Regions from separate parts of the Mus musculus genome. Here regions 1, 2, 3 and 5 are each linked to region 4. Evidence: chromatin contacts called from public promoter capture Hi-C data. All regions are on one chromosome and are shown on one strand. Each heading gives the region's core, a stretch centred on a gene start, on an enhancer-like site or on the middle of the called end of the contact. The rest is flanking DNA. Distances are from core to core; before and after follow the strand shown.

The links. Promoter capture Hi-C pulls out the DNA fragments that hold promoters and counts their contacts.
Region 1: a promoter capture Hi-C map of liver shows a contact between it and region 4, with 2.4 times the contacts expected there. The contact joins the promoter of Osbp2 here to the promoter of Rhbdd3 in region 4. A contact is called at or near these places in 2 of 39 promoter capture datasets (both in liver).
Region 2: a contact with region 4 is called in a promoter capture Hi-C map of pre-B cells, with 4 times the contacts expected there. The contact joins the promoter of Nudcd3 here to the promoter of Rhbdd3 in region 4. A contact is called at or near these places in 4 of 39 promoter capture datasets (embryonic stem cells, erythroid cells, hippocampal neurons and 1 more), 3 of 115 datasets of contacts at active chromatin or transcription factors (astrocytes, large pre-B cells and pancreatic cancer cells) and 1 of 9 other capture datasets (adipose tissue).
Region 3: a contact with region 4 is called in a promoter capture Hi-C map of liver, with 2.7 times the contacts expected there. The contact joins the enhancer-like site here to the promoter of Rhbdd3 in region 4. A contact is called at or near these places in 3 of 39 promoter capture datasets (liver and pre-B cells) and 2 of 115 datasets of contacts at active chromatin or transcription factors (astrocytes and bone marrow-derived dendritic cells).
Region 5: a contact with region 4 is called in a promoter capture Hi-C map of pre-B cells, with 4 times the contacts expected there. The contact joins the promoter of Ogdh here to the promoter of Rhbdd3 in region 4. A contact is called at or near these places in 8 of 39 promoter capture datasets (the 3T3-L1 cell line, the C10 cell line, cranial neural crest and 5 more), 2 of 484 Hi-C or Micro-C datasets (both in embryonic stem cells), 5 of 115 datasets of contacts at active chromatin or transcription factors (T-cell acute lymphoblastic leukemia, bone marrow-derived dendritic cells, large pre-B cells and 2 more) and 2 of 9 other capture datasets (adipose tissue and liver).

What each region holds. Positions count from the first base shown.
Region 1 is chr11:3,862,380-3,865,162 of GRCm38.p6, forward strand. It overlaps Osbp2 (oxysterol binding protein 2), which reads right to left and starts at 1,524. Exons shown (of 14, transcript NM_152818.3): 1 at 854-1,524. The coding sequence starts at 1,488.
Region 2 is chr11:6,199,153-6,201,929 of GRCm38.p6, forward strand. Nudcd3 (NudC domain containing 3) reads right to left here and starts at 1,299. Exons shown (of 6, transcript NM_173748.5): 1 at 791-1,299. The coding sequence starts at 982.
Region 3 is chr11:6,164,212-6,166,911 of GRCm38.p6, forward strand. The region is part of intron 2 of Nudcd3 (NudC domain containing 3); the gene reads right to left. Among named protein-coding and RNA genes, the nearest start is that of Nudcd3, 35 kb to the right of the region's middle. Within about 2 kb of position 1,445, at least 12 of the 459 cell types and tissues checked have an H3K27ac peak or open chromatin away from gene starts, as enhancers often do. A contact at or near this core is called in liver, where this site is marked.
Region 4 is chr11:5,097,952-5,100,651 of GRCm38.p6, forward strand. It overlaps Rhbdd3 (rhomboid domain containing 3), which reads left to right and starts at 1,322. Exons shown (of 9, transcript NM_177370.4): 1 at 1,322-1,615; 2 at 1,797-1,947; 3 at 2,446-2,636. It overlaps Ewsr1 (Ewing sarcoma breakpoint region 1), which reads right to left and starts at 1,145. Exons shown (of 17, transcript NM_007968.4): 1 at 1,058-1,145. The coding sequence starts at 1,070.
Region 5 is chr11:6,290,264-6,292,963 of GRCm38.p6, forward strand. Ogdh (oxoglutarate (alpha-ketoglutarate) dehydrogenase (lipoamide)) reads left to right here and starts at 1,334. Exons shown (of 23, transcript NM_010956.4): 1 at 1,334-1,430. It overlaps Gm46270 (predicted gene, 46270), which reads right to left and starts at 2,000. Exons shown (of 1, transcript NR_168687.1): 1 at 1-2,000.

The DNA.
Region 1 (2,783 bases), core at 274-2,773, 1.2 Mb before region 4:
GGAGGAAACCCAAGCTTTGGCCAACAACATGGTGGGAAAATCTGTCTAACAGTGAAGAAGGCCTTCTTGAAGAGTTGACTCTGAACCAGCCTCACAGTCCTCACACGGAAACTTTTAGAAAAGCCATCCCTCGGGTGCTTTCCTCAGGCCTATCTCAGGAGGGATTCAGCGGGAGACCTAGACACTGCTGCAGCAACCCCACTTAGTTTGAGAAGCTCTCATCTAGAGCGGCCTGAGATCTCAAAGCTTGCAATCCCAGGAAACAGCTAGTGAGAAAGGGAAGGAAGTCCAGCTTTAGCAGGAGGTCGTGCCAGCTCTGTCTCTACTGCAGCTCCGAAACCCAAGCTACTTCTGGAATAAGCAAGGGAACAGGAAAGCATTATCTGCTGCAAAATGTCAACTTGGGGTCCCAGGGGGTACACACTATGTCTGCTCTATCTGTGGGTCAGCGAGTCCCAGCCCAAGGCCTGGCCACCAGCAGGTGTCAGCAAAGGTAGGAAACAAATGAAGTAACCACGGGAGGTGGGACCCACAGTCCTTCCCAAGAGAGGGGTTCACTAGCTGCCTCCCTCCATGAACACAGTGAACCAGACGCAGCCCCTGGTTCCATGACCACCAAAAACAGGAGGGGAACAAAAGACCTACTCCACCCATCTCCCCACTCATCCTTTTAAACTCAAGCTTGCCAGAGGCCATGTCCACAGGTCACGTCTTCCCTTGGCAGTTGACAGGCATTACTTCTACAGAAGTTCATGCAAACATCTCAGAAGGGTTATGGTGACACCCACCCCACAGTCGAGGCCGGCCACCACCACCCTCCAACCACAGATGTCCTACCTCGGTACTTCCGTACCTGTAGTAGGACAGCAGGCCATTGCCGAGCACGAACCAACGGCGCTGGTAGCCCTTCAGGTAGTTAGTCCACTTGAGGAGCCAACCCTTGTAGCTGTCCAGAGGTGGTGAGACCATTTGGACACCAATCCCTGACACCGGAGTCCCGACAGAAATCTTCGCCTGTCCTTGTCGCAGAAAAGACTGGGTCTTTGGCACCAGCTTGGACTCGGGTTTGGTGACGGGCAAACTCCCTACTGTTGACTGCAGCGGGGACGGCATTGCCAGCTCTGGCGAAGCTTTGATGATGGACACAGACCTTGTGCCGTTCTCTGACCCCGGCCACAAGCCCTGTAGTTCCGATTCCTGCCCAACCCCTGAAGGCCTTGGCACAGACGTCGTCTGGGACCCAGGTTCGGATCTCGACGCCGGCTCAGAAATTGGCTGGCACACCTGTTTCGACAGCAACTCCCGCTCTGGTGCCTGCACAGGCTGGAGCTGAGGCTTTGACGCTGGTCCTGAGCCGAACGCGGATGAGTTCATGCCCGGCGCCGCCGTGTGGCAGGACAAGCAGGGCACAACCGTGAACAGCGACGAGAGCCCGCGGGAGCGGCCAGCGCAGCCGCCGCCTCGGCTCAGAGCGGCCGCTTTCCCCATAGAGCTGTGGACCCGAGCTCGGCGGAGCGCGGAGTGGGGGCGGGGCGGGGCGGGAGTGGGTGGGGCCTGTTCGGAGGGAGTGGCGGGGCGGAGCCGGGCGGGGTTGGTGGAGGAGTGGACGGGATGGGTGGAGCCCTCACGTGAGCGACAGAGATCGGGTGCGCGTGGGTCCCTCCGCCGCTCTGGCTAAGGTGGAAGGAACCCCGTGGGCCAAGAGTTAGGCAGACGACGTGGAAGGCACTTCACGCTTCAGGCTGCTGTCCCTCCTGTGCCAGGCGCTGGGAGAACAATGGTGAATGAAAGCCACGCGGTGCGCTCGCCACGCAACTCTGAGCAATGGGTGGGTCGTGGACAGCAAATCTCAAACCCTGGGAGTCCGACCTGAGGAAATCCAGCCTAGGCCCTCTCCCTAGTTGTGGGAACTGTAGCCACTCCACAAACTTCTGTTGGCTCATCTATACAATGAAGATAATACCTCCTTCAAAGGCTGTAATAAGATGGTGCATATGAGGCACATTTGGCAGAGTAGATGCTCCGAGAGCATCATTGAGTTATTAACTAGAGAGTTCTGTGGTACATTTTGTCAGCGACCAGAGCAGGAGATGAGAGCAAGGTTGACAAGCTTGGGAAGCAGCCACTGTGCATGCACGTGTCAGATGTGTGTGCAGCCCTCAGGGAAGGAAGCTAACTAATAAATTCTTAACGAGATGTTTCGACTCCTGAAACAAATTGCCAAGCTACCTAAGATGACAGGCCTGTCATTAGTTCTACCAAATTTGGGCAAGAGTCACAGAAGAGACAAGGTCTACAGAGTTAGAGAAACAAGAAAGACCTTCAAGGAGAAACCGCTGTGTACAAAGACCCAAACCAGGGAGAACAGCTTGTCTGGCAAATAGCTAATAGCTCAGTGTTTTGTCAAGAGGAGGGCAGGACACAGAACAGCTGCCCCACACCCCACCACAAGGAATGCCCTTTATCCTAGAGAAACCAAAGCTTCTAGAAACAAGGGAAATTTATTTTCATTTTTAAAGTGGGGGGGGGGGGGAAGGAGGTGAGATGGCTCAGTGGGTAAGAGCACTGACTGCTCTTCCAAAGGTCCTGAGTTCAATTCCCAGCAACCATATGGTGGCTCACAACCATCTGTAGTGAGATCTGATGCCCTCCTCTGGTGTGTCTGAAGACAGCTAGAGTGTACTTACATATAACAATAAATAAATCTTTGTGCCTGAGTGAACAGAGGTCCTGAATTCAATTCCCAGAACAGAAACCACATGAAGGCTCACAATCATCTGTAT
Region 2 (2,777 bases), core at 49-2,548, 1.1 Mb after region 4:
GAGAGTGTTAAATATATTCATTAAATGTTTGCTTATTACTAACTCAACAATGTCAACAATCCCAGCGCGGGAGCGTCGGGAAGGAGGACCATAAGTTCGAAGCCATCCTGATCTACCTGGCAAGTTCCAAGTCAACCAGGGCTACACAGCAAGATCTTGTCTCGAAAGAAAACAGTTTTTAAAAAGGTGTCCAAACAACTTGAGTCAGTCATTAGTAACGCTTCAAAAACAATAAATATAACCTAGGACATATAAATTTTAATCCAAATGTAAATTTCGTAAACATTACAATTGTCCACCAACTTAGTAAGTCACTGGCAAGAGGCCACACCCACCAATCAATACATACCAGTCATTCCTGCCACCTCCGAGCCCGGGAATTCTGAAATCTACTAGTTTCTCCCGCTGTGAAAGTCCTCCTCCTACAGCCTGCACGGTTTGAACCCTGCCTAACAAGCCCCTTGCACCGTTCTGGGGATGCCCACAGGGCGCTGGGAGGCCCTCAAACCCAGGCTGACAGGTCCAACACCTAAGCATCTCCCGCACAAACCCAGCCTGTACCCAAAGAAGCGCATTCCTGCCAACGGATCCGTGGGTCAGATAACGCCTGGCCATTTACTCAAATCACCTGGTGGCACCCCAGAGAGAATCACAAACCCTGAAGGGTGGGCTACGGAGTGGCGCAGTTCCCAGACGTAGGACGCGAGCCGGGGCACCTCTGGCGCTGGGAGGTGGAACTGGGGTAAGGACCTGCTGGACCCCAACGGCCCGCCGCCTCTCTCCACCTCACCTGCAGCACCAGGGCCTGTGCGGCCCCGGGCGGGAAGCCCATGCGGTCCGAAGGGTGGCGCAGCAGGCGGTAGAAGTCGGTCTTGCGGTAGAGAAAGCCGAAGAGCACGCGCAGAAAGTCCTGGACATTGCCCACGTGCTGCAGGATGCCCAACAGGGCCTGGTCATAAAGCTCAGCAGCCCCGGGCTCCATGGCTCTGCTGCCCGAGGGACGCGAACACAGTGGGCACCGCCTCACACCGGCTGATTGGCCACTTCCGGCGTGCGCGCCTAACGGCTCCCCCCGGACAGCGAAGACGCGGAACTTCCGGTCCGCGCTTGTTACTACCGGCGGTAACCGATCGTCGTTCTTGCGGCTCTGCTGGATCTCCTCCGCCGCGACACTTGCCTAAAGGAGATTGGTATGCGCTCAGTACGGTTCCTACATGCAAGAATAACCATGGTCACGATGCGGAGAGCGCTTGCCAACCATGTTTGAAGAGGGCGGAAGCATTGTGGTGACGGCCACTTGACGTAGTCCCTGGAGGTGTCACGTGGTCTGGGAGCCTTTCTTCTTTCTGGATTGAATTCCTGCGTAGGTGTCTGGTGCGCCTTCTTATAATACCACATTTTGTTTGTTAGCGGAGGGAACGGAAAAGGAATATTGTAGAATTGTATGGAATTCCTATTAACAGAGCTATGAGTGAAACTCAGAAGGTTGCACCAGATTTCAAGGTGACTTGAAAGGACAAGAAAAGTGTGAAAAGCTCAGTGAAGGAAAAAAAGAAGTATGATACTGTAAATATGTGTGTGTGCATCCGTATGTATAGCATGTGTGTATACACGTGCCGTTACTAATACGTGCATATAGACATTTTAAGAAAACGTTTATGTAAGGTTGACACACAATCAATCTGTGGTTTATACCTGTAATCCCCGCATCCAAATCATGGCCAACCTGGGCTATAGAGTCAAACCCAGTCTCAGAAGAGGGTTGGGGGGAGACGAAAGACAGACAGATTAGGAACATATGCTAGGTCACAAACCGAAGACAAATGGCTGAGATGCCTAATAAAATATCAAAGCAGACTCTGGCCACCAGTCTCCCTCAGTACCTTCTGGTACAGGATCCTTCTGGCTGGCATACTAATCCTGACCTCTACCCTAAACTTCTCCAGTCCAGAGTCTGAGCTGGCCTTTTCCTCCCCAAGCTTCTCTGATTCCTATGTAACCCAGCCATTTTGGTTATGAGGTCCTTTTTACCCTTTGGCCTCTTGGTCTCCTGGCCTCTTGACTCCAGGTCTCTTCTACCCTCTCCCCTAACCCTTCTCACATGGCCCAGCTCATTCTACAGCCACTTCCACCCTGAATTCTCCCAGATGCCTCTGCTTCTGGCTGTCTGCTCCCTCCTGTCTACAATAAACCTCCTCCACCATACCTAGAAGCCATCATGTCCTCCTTTTTGTTTTTTTTTCATTCAATGTAGCTAAATTGGTAAAGTGTGTGACTAATGTGTCCTGAGTGTTGTATAAACTGTGTAGTAACCCACATGTGTGACTAATGTGTCCTGAATGTTGTATAAACTGTGTAGTAACCCATACCTGTAAACCTAGCACTGGGAAGGTGGCGACAGAACCAGAAATGTTTATTCATCCACATAGCCAGTTCAAGACCAACTTGGGCTCTGCAAGGAGATCCTGACCGGAAAAAAAACAACAACAACAACAAAAAAGATTTTAATGAATTTCATCTCTACTAGACTAACTAACATCTACAAATTAACTTTTTTAAAAGACATTGTCTTACTCTGCAGCCTTGGCTGCCCTGGAACTCGCTGTATAGACCAAACTGTCCTCAAATTCACAGAAATATGCCTGTTTCTGCCTGCCAAGTGCAGAAGTAAAGATATATGCCACCACACAGAGCAAAATACTGATTTTACTTTTGTTTTCTTGTAGTTCTAGGAGACAAACTCAGGGTCTTGAACATGTTAGGAAAATGCTTTTCCA
Region 3 (2,700 bases), core at 195-2,694, 1.1 Mb after region 4:
CTCTCTCTCTCTCTCTCTCTCTCATAAAGTAATTTGAAAAGTTTTTAAAGGGCATATGCTCTCACATCAAGAAACATAAGCATGGCTTGTGAGAGAATCACTTAAAATAAAAACACAGAGAAACAGAGAAACACAGGAAGTAAAAGTGATTAATAACCATGGCGGGGACAGACAGGAGAAGGCATGGGGTGTGGGAGACTGACCATACAGACACACTAAAAGCAAGGAGATGGCAAAGGGGACATTGAAAAGGTCAGAGGAAAACATGAATGGAAGCTATGGGCTTAAGTCATTCATGCTTAGTCAGGGATGGTCCCTAGGTTCAATAGACTCCTTTTAACCAACAATGCTGCCACACCTGGATATCTACATACAGAAAGCGATGTACTCCTAGCAACATCCTGAATCACATTCTAATTAACTCAAATTAGAAGTCAAACTATAAAATCTAATTGACCAAATTAGAAGTCAAACTATAAAATTTTTTAAAATATTTCTGCTGGGTAAAGATTAGATGTGGCAACAAGAAAAATGCAATCCATAAAAGAAGAAAGTGCCATTCTATACCCCATCAAAAGTGTTCTGTTTGGGCCTGAGTTTGGCTAAGAGGTTACGGGAAGTAGGGGCTGCTCTTCCAGAGGACCCAGGTTTGATTCGAAGCACCCACACCGCAGCTCACAACCACCCGTAAGTCTAGTTCCAGGGGATCCAACACCCTCTTCTGGCCACCATGGTCACCAAGCATGCACTTGATGCACGGACATGCATGAAGGCAAAACATGCATGGACATAAAATAAAAAAATAAAGCCTTCTAATTTTCTAAAGTCAATGTGGTGGCTGGGGTATAGCATGTTTCACACGTACCAGATCTTGGGTTTGAGCCCCACCTCTCCCAGCCTTAAATACAAACAGCAACTTTAAAAGATCAAAAAGACAATTCAAAGACTGAAGAACTATCTGCGGGTTACATATCTAATAAAGCATACAGGAACTCTCAAAACTTACTAAAAAAATGAACAACTCAATTTTTAAAATTAGGCAAGTGATCTGAAGTGACACTTCACCAAAGAAGGCAGAAAAAACTGTACCATCTTTGCTTATTAGGGAAATGCAAGTCAAACCACATGACATGCCAGCATACACTTACGAGAAAAGTCTAAAATTAAAAAAAAAAAAAAGAGCATCAAATGTTGATCAGGATGAGGAAGCACTGCATCTCCGACACACAGTGGGCTGTGCGGGCAGTAACACAGCACAAGGTAGCAAAGGCTATGGACAAAAGCCTTTATTCCTGGATTGTAACAAAGTGTGTGTGTCCCCGCTGGAACTTACAGACAAATGTTCCGTGGCAGCTTCTTTTGTAACAGGCAAGCAAACAGCACTGTGTTAGTCAAACTTCCCCCACTTTAGACAAACAATGTAAGAGGAGATAGTTATTTTGGCTTCTGGTTGCAGAGGATTTACACAGTTCATACCTGGCAACCTGTATTGTTTCTGGCATGGTTGAAGGCTTGGTAAGGCACAACTACTCACCTCATGGCAGCCAAGACACAAGTGTGTCAGAAAGGAACCCTGATATCTCCAAAAGCAATCCCAGAGATCCACTTCCTCTAGTGAGGCCTCATCTTCCAGTCCCACCACCTACCACAGACTGCTCACATTGCCAGTCCATCAATAGATTTAGGTCAAAGCTCCATGGAAACGTACTGGTAGATATACCTACTAGCTGGTTTCACTACTCTTCTAGGTGGCTTTCAATCCAAACAAGCTTACAAGATCAAGATCAGCCATCGCAAAAAATGGGGCTGCTCTTGCCTAGGGCCTCAGTCGGGTTCTGACTTAACTCCAGCTCCAGGGAAGTTGGTGGACTTTTATGGTGTTCATAGGCATTTCACCTGTTCCTAGAATGAGGCCACAGCCCTCCATAGATTTGTGGCCATCAGTCACATAAGGGCAACGCACCAAGCCCCTCCACATGTAGAGGACGTGACAGATTATATAGGCTCAAGACAGATCTCCATTTGGAATGAAGTAGCTAAAGACTTGGAGACTTAGCCAATAAGCTTTCCTTCCCAGACACTCCTCCCTGCAAAAGGTATTGAACCTCAGACCCGCCCTGAGAAGTGGGGCATGGTTTTACTCATCCACTTTCTGCCATGACAATAAAGGCCTTAAAACCATGGACTGCCACTTTTCATCGGGATCCGCCATAGGGAGCTGTGGAGGCCTTTGCCTGTAGAGCCACTGTCTGATCTCCAGTAGACGGCCTCTCTTCGATCAGCCTTGGCCACCACCGAGAACTCCCACTGCGGGACCAGCCAAAGCTCCTCCCTTTCCCCTCTTGGCTCTGGGTCAGATCTAGCCCACAGGCCCCCACTCCATTCTCAGCTCTTCCGATGCTTCCAGCGATGCCTGCGTGTCCAAGAGCCTGAAAATCAGACAGGCTGGCCTCCTTGCAGGCCTGGGGACTCCCGAGCCAGCTCCGGCTGTCCTGTGCCTCAGACTGTGTTTCCTCACCCCCAAAGTGAAGCGCAGTTGACTTACAGTGTCCCACCTCCCTGATCAGCTGAGCCCTGTGGCGGAGCAGATGCGGGACCCCATTAACGCTACATACACATAAAACAAAATACAGCTCAGGGATGAAAAGCATTGCTACTCTTTCCAAGAAACTGAGTCTGGCTCCCAGCCACATGGCATCT
Region 4 (2,700 bases), core at 72-2,571:
ACTGTGCCAGTTAACTGTATTCTAAACTGCAGGTGAGGGCTAGGCTACACTTATTCTCTCGGTAAGGACCACAACATAACCATCACATTCTAGAGTTCCCGCCCTGGACTTTCAAAATCCGCTATGGGTCTCTTCCCCTGGCCTCAATAGGGCCAAGAAATAAATCAGCCGGCTAGCTTAACGAGCAGGCCTACAGAAACGTGGCGTGCCGAGGCTTTTCTGCCTCTCCTGGATCAAAGCTGCTAGAAATCTCTTTCTGGAAAAGAGTCTCCTCTCCGGATCCAGACGGACCTTGTTATACAACCGATCCCCCGCGCCGGTTGCTGAGAAAAGGACACTGGGAAGCCACTGCTTTTTGGGTAGGGAAGGAGGTGGAGTTAACTCATGATTAAATCGAAGCCTCTTGAGTGGGGAGCACGAAGATTTAGGGGAACCAACTAGGTCCTCCGAGGGGGCAGCTTGGTCGGGCCGGGCCAGGCCTGGGGGATAATGGGGCTCCCCTCTTAAGCCGGCGCCCCTCAGCTTACACATTCGCGACGGCTTTTTGTTTGTTTTTCTGAGTCCCTACACAGTAAACACTTGCCCTGGGGCTAGCGATGGGAGGAGACGTTCCACGGGAAACCGGCCACGGCTTCTCGAGCCGCCATCAGACACCTCGCTTCACGCGCCTTCGGGGTGATGGGCTCCAGGCCCAGCCGCGGTCCCCTTCGGGCCCTCGGAGGCCCTAGGCCCGGCCCACGTGGCGAGAGACCCGGAGCACCCGGCCCCGACAACCACCACACAAAGGAGGCCTGGACGGGCTCTGCACGCCTCAGCTACCGCGAGGCCCTCGCGCGCAACGCGGCCGCCAAAAGGTTCCAGAACCAGCCCGCCTAGTGGGGGAGGGGAAGGGAACGCGGATCCCCCACCCCCACCCCCGAGCTCGTCGGGCCGCGGCGGGAACTCCAACCCCTTTCGGCGACTTCACTCAGTCATCCCTGCCACCCCCAGAGACGAGCGCCTCCCAGTCTGGGTGTCCCAGCTGTCGCCGGCGGGACCGCGATCCCACTCCGCTTACCCGTGGACGCCATTTTCTCGCCTTCCTCCTCGTTCTCTCAACGTCCGTCTCCTTCTCGCGTTCCCCCTAGGCGCCGCACTGCGCAGGCGCGAAACCCGCAACCTCGGACGCTACCATCGGGCCAGGCCTCGGGGGTGGCCGAAGAGGAGCGAACCGGAGCTCTTCGGCTCTTCGCTCCCGAAACCGTTGACCCGATCCTCTCCCAAAGAGCCGGACGTGACGAGTGGTCTAAAAAAAAAAGGCGCCTCGGGGGCCAGCGCGCCAGTGAGCGAGGGTTACCCACGAACCCGAGAGCTCCTTGGCGCGAGGCGCGGTGGCTCGGAATGGTTACGCCCGCTGGCTCTAGGGACCGTCTCTGAAGAGTCTGCCCTGGAGGGAGACGGAGGCTGGCGGGAGGGCTGGGGGAAGGGATCCCGGCCGGCCTGAAACAACTGCTGACTAATCGGCGGGCGGGATCACGCGCCTCTGTGTGCGTGCAGCGGGTTTCGGGCACCGAGGGCTCGGCCTGGAACCGGCGGCCGGACTTACCGGGCGGGCCCCCCTGCTCGGTTTTCTAGGGTGGGTGGGGGTGGGAGGACATGCTCCCCAGGCCCCTGGACGCGTGGCCTGAGCGGGCGGGGGAGGGGACCGAGGGCCGTCGGCTTGGGAGGGAGGCCGGGAATGCCGCGCCCGACCCCAGTAACGGTCGGGGTTGAGAAGCCCTGTGATCGTCCTTCAACCCATCCCCTTGTTTCAACAGAAAACCCAGAACCCACGAAATTGAGTTCTTTCCTTAAAGTTACAAAGCTGAATGCGACCCAGACCCCGGGCCTCCCCTCTCTGTACACCGCCCGGAAGCTTCGCCACACTGTCCTTGCCTTCCCACTCTGTCCTCCTGGCTTCCCTGCAAGGTAGGCAGGGTGTGATATGCATAGCTCTGAGGTCTCTGACAAGGGCTCCAGAAAGACACTGAGGCGGATTGTTGGCGATTGGTGGGGTTTTTGGTTTTGCTTTTCTGAGAGTTACTGACACAGTGGACAGACACAGACAAACATTAGCATGGCGGGCGAGGACTCGGAAGAAACCAGGGTCCATGTGGGAGAAGTAGGCGTGTCGCACCCTTCTGAGGATGGGCGTGGCTTCAATGCCGGAGCTTCTGGCCCGGGGCAGGCAGGGAAGGGAGCTGGGAGCCCGATGTGTAGCCCCCCAGTTCCCCATTTTATGTAAAATCACCTTCAGGTGAGAGATCCAGGCGTCCGAGTCTGTTAGTTCGCCACTCATAGTGTCTCACTAGAGGCCGGTCGGAATCTGAAGGGGAGAAAGGCGTGTATTGTGTTCTAGGAGGAGCAGCTGGATTCATTATTGGATTCTTACAAGTTACGTTTTATTAATTGAAGATATGGTTGCAGGAGTGTTACGGCTTGCCTATGATGTATGAGGCCCTAGTTTCCATTCCTATCGCCAAGAAAGAGAAGAGACTGGTCCAGAGGACTCGAGGCCCAGTTCCCTATGTCCATGGACCTGTCCCCTAGTGCCCAGGGATGGAATGGTTGTAAGAAGGTGCAAGAGGAAGCTTCATTTTAGGTGACCCTGCCTCCAGGTAAGGGTGAAATCTGCCTGCTTTTCTGAACTTCAACCCAGTACCAAAAATAAAGGGTGGAGTT
Region 5 (2,700 bases), core at 84-2,583, 1.2 Mb after region 4:
CCCCAGGTCCATGGGAGGACAACTCACGTGTACCATTGCTGATGCTTCTGCCCTTGTACTGTGGCCTATCACTGCTACCAAAGCTTGAAGAGCTTCTGGCATACTTGTGACTACTTGTGACTTCTATTTCAGTAGAGCAAAAGGACTCTCCAGCCAGCTCATCCAGCACTGGTGCCATTTGCCATACATAGCAAGGATAAACTGACAGTCTGTATTGCTGTCCATCAAAAACTACTCTGCTAAAAAAGAGAAACAAGCGGAGAGTTAAAGGCCATGAGCATGAAGCTGGGCATGGGACTTATAGCTATAGTCCTAGCACCTGGTATATGCAGGTAAAAGAAACAGAGCAAGGTCAGCCTACATTATGAAATTGAATCCAGCCTCAGCTACATGCCATTGTCTCAAACAACAACAACAAAAGACATGAGTATGAAATGAACCACTCTCCTTTTTGAGACCTGATCCAACTGTGTAGCCCAGGCTGCCCACAAGAACTCTATGTAGCCCATCTTGACCTCCCAATTGGTCAGTTTTTCTCTGTTCTGAAATTGCAGGTGTGTGCTGCAAAATCTGGCTGAATATTTTTGTTAGTTTTTTATTTTGTTTCCCAAGACAGGGTTTCTCTATGTGGCCCTGAAACTCTCTCTGTAGACCAGGCTGACCTCAAACTCAGAGATGAGCCTGCCTCTGCTTCTGAGTGCTCTGCTTTAAGGTGTGCACTCACACAGCCAGGCTCTGGCTTAACATTTTGACACGGGGAACATTTCATATTAGTGAAGTGTAACAGGTTAACTAGTGGATTTTGTCTGTTTAGAGCAGGCTCTGGAGCCAGGAAGATCCAGGGGGACCCCAGCACAGCTTCCTGTCAGAATACTAGCAGGAACACCCAAGTCGCATGACAACCAAGTCACATTAGACCTCGCTAACTAATCTTCATAAGGACTGCTGCAAAACAAGTGTTCAAAATAGTCACTCATGTTATTCAAATTATTTTGTGCAGGGATACATTTTACCAACCCAACTATTATTTAGGGCAGCTTGTTTTGGATACAAAGCCCGTGGGCCTCAAAGTCGCAGCGCTCCTGCTTCGGCCCGCCAAACGCTTCAATTATCAGACGGCATCCCACGCCCTGAATGTACCAGGTTCTTAACAAGCTTCGGAAGCGTCTCCCGTGTAACTGCTAATGACAGCCGAAAGACAGTGAGCAACAGGCTGGCTTTGGCCAGATGCAAAGTTCTGCATTGGCGCGAAGCCCGAGCGAGCGACTGAAACCCAATTCTGTGACGTCACGTCACGCCCACAGCCTGTCTTGCAGGCCGCTCCTCTGGGGCCGGGCTACGCGTTGACGCCACACGCCGGGGCGGGGCTGAGAGTTTGGAGCCCGGAGTGGTGTCGGCGCTTCACTCGGGTGGAGCTGAACGGGAGACAGGTAACCTTGTGCGGCAGACGGGCTCCGTCCAGGGCTGGGAGGCTCGGCGCTTGACACCCGGAGCTCGCGGCCGAGGGTGAGGCCTATGCGTCCTTGCTTCCGGAGTGCCTGAGTGACGGGCGTGAAGCCGGACAGAGCCGGGCTGGCGGAGGGCGGCGATGGTGGGCGGGGGACGAGACCTGACGGACAGACGTTATAGCCAATGGCGTGGCAGGGTCCTCCAGGCGGGCGGAGATTGGCGGACGCGGACTTGCGCCGGGGGTCGGGGGGCCGAGCGCTATTGGCTCTGGCGGCGGAGCCGCGAAGGTGGCGGGCTAGGGAGTAGGTGGCCTGGCGGCCCGGGAGAGCCCCAAGGTCGCGGCGTGTCACGTGGACCGGTCGCTCCCTCTGGCCCGCGCGCGTTCTTTTGTCCTGCGTGCGCTGACCCCAGCAGGCCGCCGTCCTTGTGTTCGCCGTGCCCGGACACGGCGCTGACCTTGGTGCCTGCGGCAGCCCCACCTGCCGGTATGAGGTAAACCAGGCTGTCGGCCAAGGTGACACTGGTTTCCCTAGAAACACCATCCACGCACCGCTTTCCTCGCGAGAGTGTGTGACAGATGTGAGTTATACCCAGAGTGACTGGGAAGCCTGCTACTGTGCCCTCGCATGAGTTACCAGATCATGTTTCTTTTGCCCACCGAGCAGTGTGCCAGTCTCTGAAGTGACAGGTTCGGCAAGAATCCTCACGTGGATACCATGTAAAGACAGGAGAGCGGAGTGTAGGGCATTTGAGTATCTACACGGTGAAGGAGCAGGGTGAGGTGTGGAAAAGGGATTAAAGGTAATGAGAAGTGACGGGCTAGGTGTTGTGCGCATGCGTAACTCAACTTCCTGACTGTAAGATCAGAAAATGGCGGCGTTAAGCATCATTGGAGGGTGGAGTTTTAGATCCTTGACGTCAAAAGGTCACTCAAGGAACACCTCTACAGGCCCAAGTGGGGTCAGTGGGGTCAACCTGTATTCGATGGAGGTCTCTACGTCCGTAAGTGTTATCTGTATATAGTGAAGCTATTGCGAATGTGCAACTGGTCTTCATCACCCTAAGTAGAAGCGTGTAACTAAAAATAGAAGTAAAAATTTCCCCCAGCTTTTCTGTGGATTTCATTGCCCTTACAGGCCCTACTTGTGTCTGTGTATCCTGTGCTCTGACATTGAGCAGAGGACACCGTTGGAGTTCCTCTGTTTGTCTGATCCTCTAGCCTTGCCCTTGAAGGTGGAACCAGGTAGATTA